Linked DNA regions of Manis pentadactyla: region 1 is linked to region 2. Evidence: chromatin contacts called from public Hi-C data. All regions are on one chromosome and are shown on one strand. The core of a region is the stretch at or near the end of the contact, and the rest is flanking DNA. Distances in the headings are between cores, read along the strand shown. Region 1 holds the start of GPRC5B (G protein-coupled receptor class C group 5 member B). Region 2 holds the start of KNOP1 (lysine rich nucleolar protein 1).

Region 1 (2,700 bases), core at 90-2,589, 140 kb before region 2:
TCATTTTCCCAGTGAGACAATGGGGATCATGATTGTCTTTTTCATAAGCAGAAACCTTGTACTCTCCGCATGCTGGGCACCATGCTTAGTACTTTTGGTGTACTTTTCACACCAGCCTTGTGAAGGCAACACTATCTCATTATCTTCATTTTACAGACAATGAGATTGAGGGTCGGACATTAAGTAATGTCCACTGTCACATAGTTCTGTATGACTTCCTGCCACCGATGGCTTCCACGCTAGAGGAAACTGATGGGAGTGTAAATTCATCTGGGTACCGAACTACTAAATATGCCCTGGACTTGGAAAGTCTTTCCCTTTTCCCACCTGTTCATTTTTTCTTTCCCTTCTACTCTTGCACCACTGCCCCATCTTTAGAGAAAGTGGGTTTAAGATGCTTCCAATTTTCTGGGCGCTGGGAGGGGATGTTGGGGTGGAGGACCAGTGGCCTAAGGCGAGGCAGCTGAGCATGGCATGTTCCAGAGAGATTTTGTACATCCTGTATCTCCTTTCACATGGGTGGGTGGGAAGGTGGGGATGCTGGTTCCCAAGAGAATAGGTGTCTGGTCTAAGAGACATCGGTGTTGAGGCACCCAGCCTGGCCTCGGGTCCTCTAGCTCCCACCTTCACAGTGAGGCTCCCACTCAGAGTACCTACTGTGGGAAAAAGAATTTAGGGGTTCCCAGGGCAGACCACCCCCCAAAGCAATTCTTCGCATCCACTCAGGGACATCTTTGCTTGGTGTGTAATGGGGGAGACTGGAAACCAGTGGTGGACAAATACCTGGGGGAGCCCCCTTCCAACCCCATCTCCATGGCAACCACCCCTCATGGAAAAGCAGTCAGAAAAGTTCATAACCCTGGGCAAGGGAGCATTTACCAAGGTTTTCTGTATTTAACAGACACTTTATGTAAGTGCTTCCCCTATGTTAACTACTGTCCTAAAACTTTCTCACCCTGCCCCACATGATGGGTACTGTTATCACCTGTATTTTGCAGATGAGGAAACTGAGGCAAGAAAGGTTAGATCAGCTGCCCAGGGTCACAGGGCGCCAGCAAGTGGCAGGGGCAGGATTTGAAACCGGAAGGTCTCACTCAGAAGTTCATGCAGCTGGGTGAGGAGCAGGGCCGGGAGAACCAGCGGTGTGTGTGGCCTTCAGGCAGGCGCTGCTGTGCTTCTCACACAAGGAGTCTTGCCTGCATCCTTTCCAGCCTCTGCAGGCCCCAGCTCGTGGAGAAATGGAGCGTGCTGCTGCACCACCTGCCGGAGGCTTCTGGCTCCTCTGTGGGGTGGGGGGGGGGGGGGAGAGAGAGAGAGAGAGAGAGAGAGAGAGAGAGAGAGAGAGAGAGAGAGAGAGAGAGAGAGAGAGAGAGAGATGGAATGTGTATGTGTACACTTAAGAGCCTCTGAATGAGTCACATTTCTGGGAGCCCGGCTGGCAGCAAAGGTAATTAGTATGTGAGCCGGGTCTCGCACATTCGTTCACATTCATTTGTTATTCCTTTTGAGGAGCCGCATGCCTTCATCCCATGGGTTTGCTGCCATATATTCATCCCATCCCAATCAGCCTCAGCTTGTGGCTGACTCAGAACCTCTAATCTGGTTTTGCTCAGGTTGGGATTCCCAGAGAAATGCTCCACTGTTGGTGCTGAAGGCAGCGGGTGGCTAATGCTGCCGGGTGGGGCTCACCTGACGGGGGTGCAGGGGTGCTCCAGTGGGCACCCTCACTTGGCCATGGGTAGGGGCGGGGAGGCAGAAGGTGCCGGGGCCGTGGGTCCTGGCTCCCCTGCTGTGTATGTCCACCTTCAAACCTTGGTGTGCACAGGCGTCAGCGCCCACGTGGGGCTTGTTGCAGTGCTTGTAGCAACACGGGTGGCTGAGCCCACCCACTGGGAGGCTGCGGGTCTAACAAGCTCCCAGGCCATACTGCTGCTGGTGTCAGTCCAAGTATCAAACTTGGACTCAGCCCTCTCAGGCCCTCAGTTTTCTCCTCTATAAGATGGCAATGAGACCAATGAGACCCTCTGCCCTGCCCAGGTGATGTGAGGTTGGGCACCACATTTATTAAGTCATTCATTCAGCAGGTGGGCAGTGAGCCCTGCCCATGTGCCGGGCACTGGGGAATTAGTGCAGAACAAGACAGACGAGGGCCTGAGCGTGGGGTCCAGGTGGGGGTGGACAGACCAAAAGGGTAATAAAATATTTGAAAATTATAGTACATTCTACAATAACAAAGAACAAAAGTACTGCAATAAAGCATAATGGGGGCAGGGAGAGCCTAATTTAGATAGACTGGCCAGCATGCACTCATTGGGTGACATTTCCAGAGCTCTGGTCCGTAGTAAAAGCCCAGTAACAATAGTATAATTGTTTGTCTCTTGGCTCCCCGGCTCTTTAGCTGTGTGACCTTGGACAAGCCAGCTGACCTCCCTGTTTTATTTCTTGTAAAATGGAGATAGTAATAGTGCTTGCCTTGTGCAGATTATAAAGCATAAATATACGTGACTTGCAGAGAAGGGTGTCTGGAGCATAGTAAGCCCTGTGAGTTAAGTTATTGTCATCACTATGGCAGGAACAGAAAATTCTCCAGGGCAATTCTGCACCCCCAGGAATCCTAGGAGAGCCAGACTCAGCTTCAGTCTGTGAGGTGGTGTGTGGCCCTCCTCCTGTTCATCCTGGACATCGTTCTGTAGACTGGGG
Region 2 (2,700 bases), core at 85-2,584:
CTGTTTGACAAAAATAAATTTCAGGATTTTAAAACACAATGCAAAGCATGTTTCTTTGTTAACAATAATGAACATTTATCGAGCACTTTCTACATGCCAGGCCCTGTGCTAAGCACTGTCACGTGTATTCTTACTCCATCCTCACAACAGCTTTGTGAGGTGGGTACAAGGATTACCTCCCTCTTACAGATGAAGTTGAGCAGCTTCCCGAAAAACACACCAGCAGTAAATTGTATTATGAAAAGGTGTTTGACTTGAAGAAGTCAAAGTTGTCTTTTGCTTTCCTGCGGATAAAGCCACAATAACCACCTTCAAATATGTGAGTGGATTCTTTAGGGTACAGTGATTAGCAGCTTGGGTCATAGCACCAAGGATGTGAGGAGCAACGGGTAGAAGTTACAAGAACATGTAAGATGAAACAGACCTTTCTGGTCATAATGTGACGCTGGAGAAGTAATTGAAGCACTGGATGGGAGGTGAAATAACAGCCTTTGAGGGGATATATCAACTCTGAGGCCATTATTCTCTTCCTCCTCTGTATTTCCCACATCTTTCAACAAATCACTCTTTCTTCTTCTACCTAGTTCCATGTATTGGTACGTTCATTCTTTTATCCATTCAAGAAACATCTGCTGACCTATCATGTCCCATACAATAGCCACTAAGTACATGTAGCTACCTGAAGTTGTTAAAACTTAAGTAAAATTAAAAACTCAGTCCCAAAGCTGCACTAACCACATTTCAAGTGCTCAATAACCATATATGGCTAGGGGCTGCCAAATTTTCTTTATTAAGATATAATTGACATATAATAGTTTCAGCATACAGTATAACTGAATGTGATTACCATACTTGAAAGTTCTATTGGTAGCCACAAAAATGAAAACTCTTAATTCTTAACTTCGAGGAGCTTACAGTGGCCTAGAGGAGGAACAGAACCACCCTACAGTAGATCGGATAGTTTGCTAAGCATTTTCTGTGACTATCTGCCTCCTCCTAACACCGTAAAATAGATGTCATTATTATGCTTACTTTACAGAGTTACAAGTTAAATAACTTGTCCAACGTGTGTGAAAAGTATTGTAAGGCCTGGGGACACAAAAGGTGAGCTAAACTCCGTTTGGGATTTTAAGGAAGATTAGAAGTGGAGAGGGATTTAAACCCAGTCTACATAGACCATGCTTGCCCAACGTGCGGATCATGAACTATCTACGTTAGAATTACCCGGGTGCTCGTTAAACAAGTGCAAGATTCCCGGCACCTAGTTAGCCGCTCTGAGGGCGGGGCGTAGGAACCCACATTTTAAATAGGCTCCCATCTCTATCCCAGCGGTTCTTTCCTGTTCGCTGAGGTTTGAGCACCACTGGTGCAACACCACCTGGTCACCTTTATTTCGCTTTCCTTGCCTTTGCCTGACTACGGGGCAAGCCTCTCGGGGCCTCAGCTCCCCGGTGCGTAGCATGGGAGACCGGAGGCCCTGGCGCGTTAGCCGCCTGACGCACAGTAGGTCCCCGTCCGCGGGGCCCCAAGGCCCGGCTCTCCTCGCCCGCCGGGCGGCCTACCCTGGCAGATCTGCTCCCACAGGTTCTTTCCCCGCACCGCGCCCTGCCCCGAGGAGACAGGCAGCTCGGGGGACACGGTGGGCAATGGCGTCGGGGTGACGACCGAGGATTCCGCTGAGCCGGCGGGCTCCTCGCGCGCGGCTATGCGGCTGCTCACCGCCCCCGGGGCCGCCATGGCCGCAGTTTCCACGGTAACCGCGCTCCCCACACGCCCCCTGCGACCTGGAAGGAGCCGGAAGTCACGGGGTCGAGCCAGCGATTTGCTATTAATTTCCGGGTCACTGTGGAACGAACTTTCACGTGGAGGTGGGGAAGTTTGGTCTGCGGGTGAGTGTGGGGGACGCGACGCAGTGGGGACGGTGCGGGGTCTGGAGAGTGGGCCTGGGGATGAGCGCGACGAACAGGGAAAAGCGGGCGGCCTGCGTTCTCCTATCCACGCCTCTCGATCGCCGGTGTGCTCTTGCCCCGGCTGAGGCCGCCGCCTCCAGGAAGTTCTTCCGCCTTGGAGCGGGGCCCGGAACTGTGCGTAATACCTGTGTGTGTTTGTGCGGAAGCTGTGGCTCGGCGGAGGCTCTCAGGGACAGTTCTCGTCTCCAGGCTCCCTTGCGGGGAAACTGGGGTGTTAGTGCCATTCTGTAGAGCGTAGTCCTTTGGGCTGGGATCAAATCTCAGTTTTGCCACTTGCACACGTTAGTACTAATTGTAAGTGAACTAAAGTCTGCAAGCATCAATCAGTAACTGTTTGAGATGGGGTATTCACGGACTACCGCCAGAATTTAACAGCTTTTGGAGAAAGCGTTTGCATTTGCAGGAGACGCGCTGTAAGGGCCTTCTTTCCATATCGGGAGAGTGAATGTATTTGGAGTTGCATGTGAATAATCCCCATTTGGCTTCTTTGTTTTTCTCAGTTCTTTTGACCGCTGCCCCATCGAAGCACTCCTGGCTTTCTTGACTCCACCCTCTCCAGGTTCGCACCTTATCCCTCGCCTTTGCAAGCTGAGGTTCGTTCTGTTCAAGCCTTAATTACGATCCATCTATTTCTACATTTTTGTCATCCATGTCAGCTCAGTCACCCCAAGCCTCAGACCCACATGCACATCTGTCCCCAGAACACTTCCACTTGGATTATCTCCAGCCT

The links. Hi-C and Micro-C count contacts between places; a contact is called where the count stands out from the background.
Region 1: a Hi-C map of fibroblasts shows a contact between it and region 2, with 4 times the contacts expected there. The contact joins the promoter of GPRC5B here to the promoter of KNOP1 in region 2. A contact is called at or near these places in 2 of 3 Hi-C or Micro-C datasets (fibroblasts and skin fibroblasts).

Annotation. Positions count from the first base shown.
Region 1 is chr10:75,442,683-75,445,382 of mManPen7.hap1, reverse strand. GPRC5B (G protein-coupled receptor class C group 5 member B) reads left to right here and starts at 1,339. Exons shown (of 4, transcript XM_057486991.1): 1 at 1,339-1,447. The coding sequence starts at 1,411.
Region 2 is chr10:75,301,625-75,304,324 of mManPen7.hap1, reverse strand. It overlaps KNOP1 (lysine rich nucleolar protein 1), which reads left to right and starts at 1,334. Exons shown (of 5, transcript XM_036917049.2): 1 at 1,334-1,451. It overlaps IQCK (IQ motif containing K), which reads right to left and starts at 1,737. Exons shown (of 9, transcript XM_057486992.1): 1 at 1,563-1,737. The coding sequence starts at 1,737.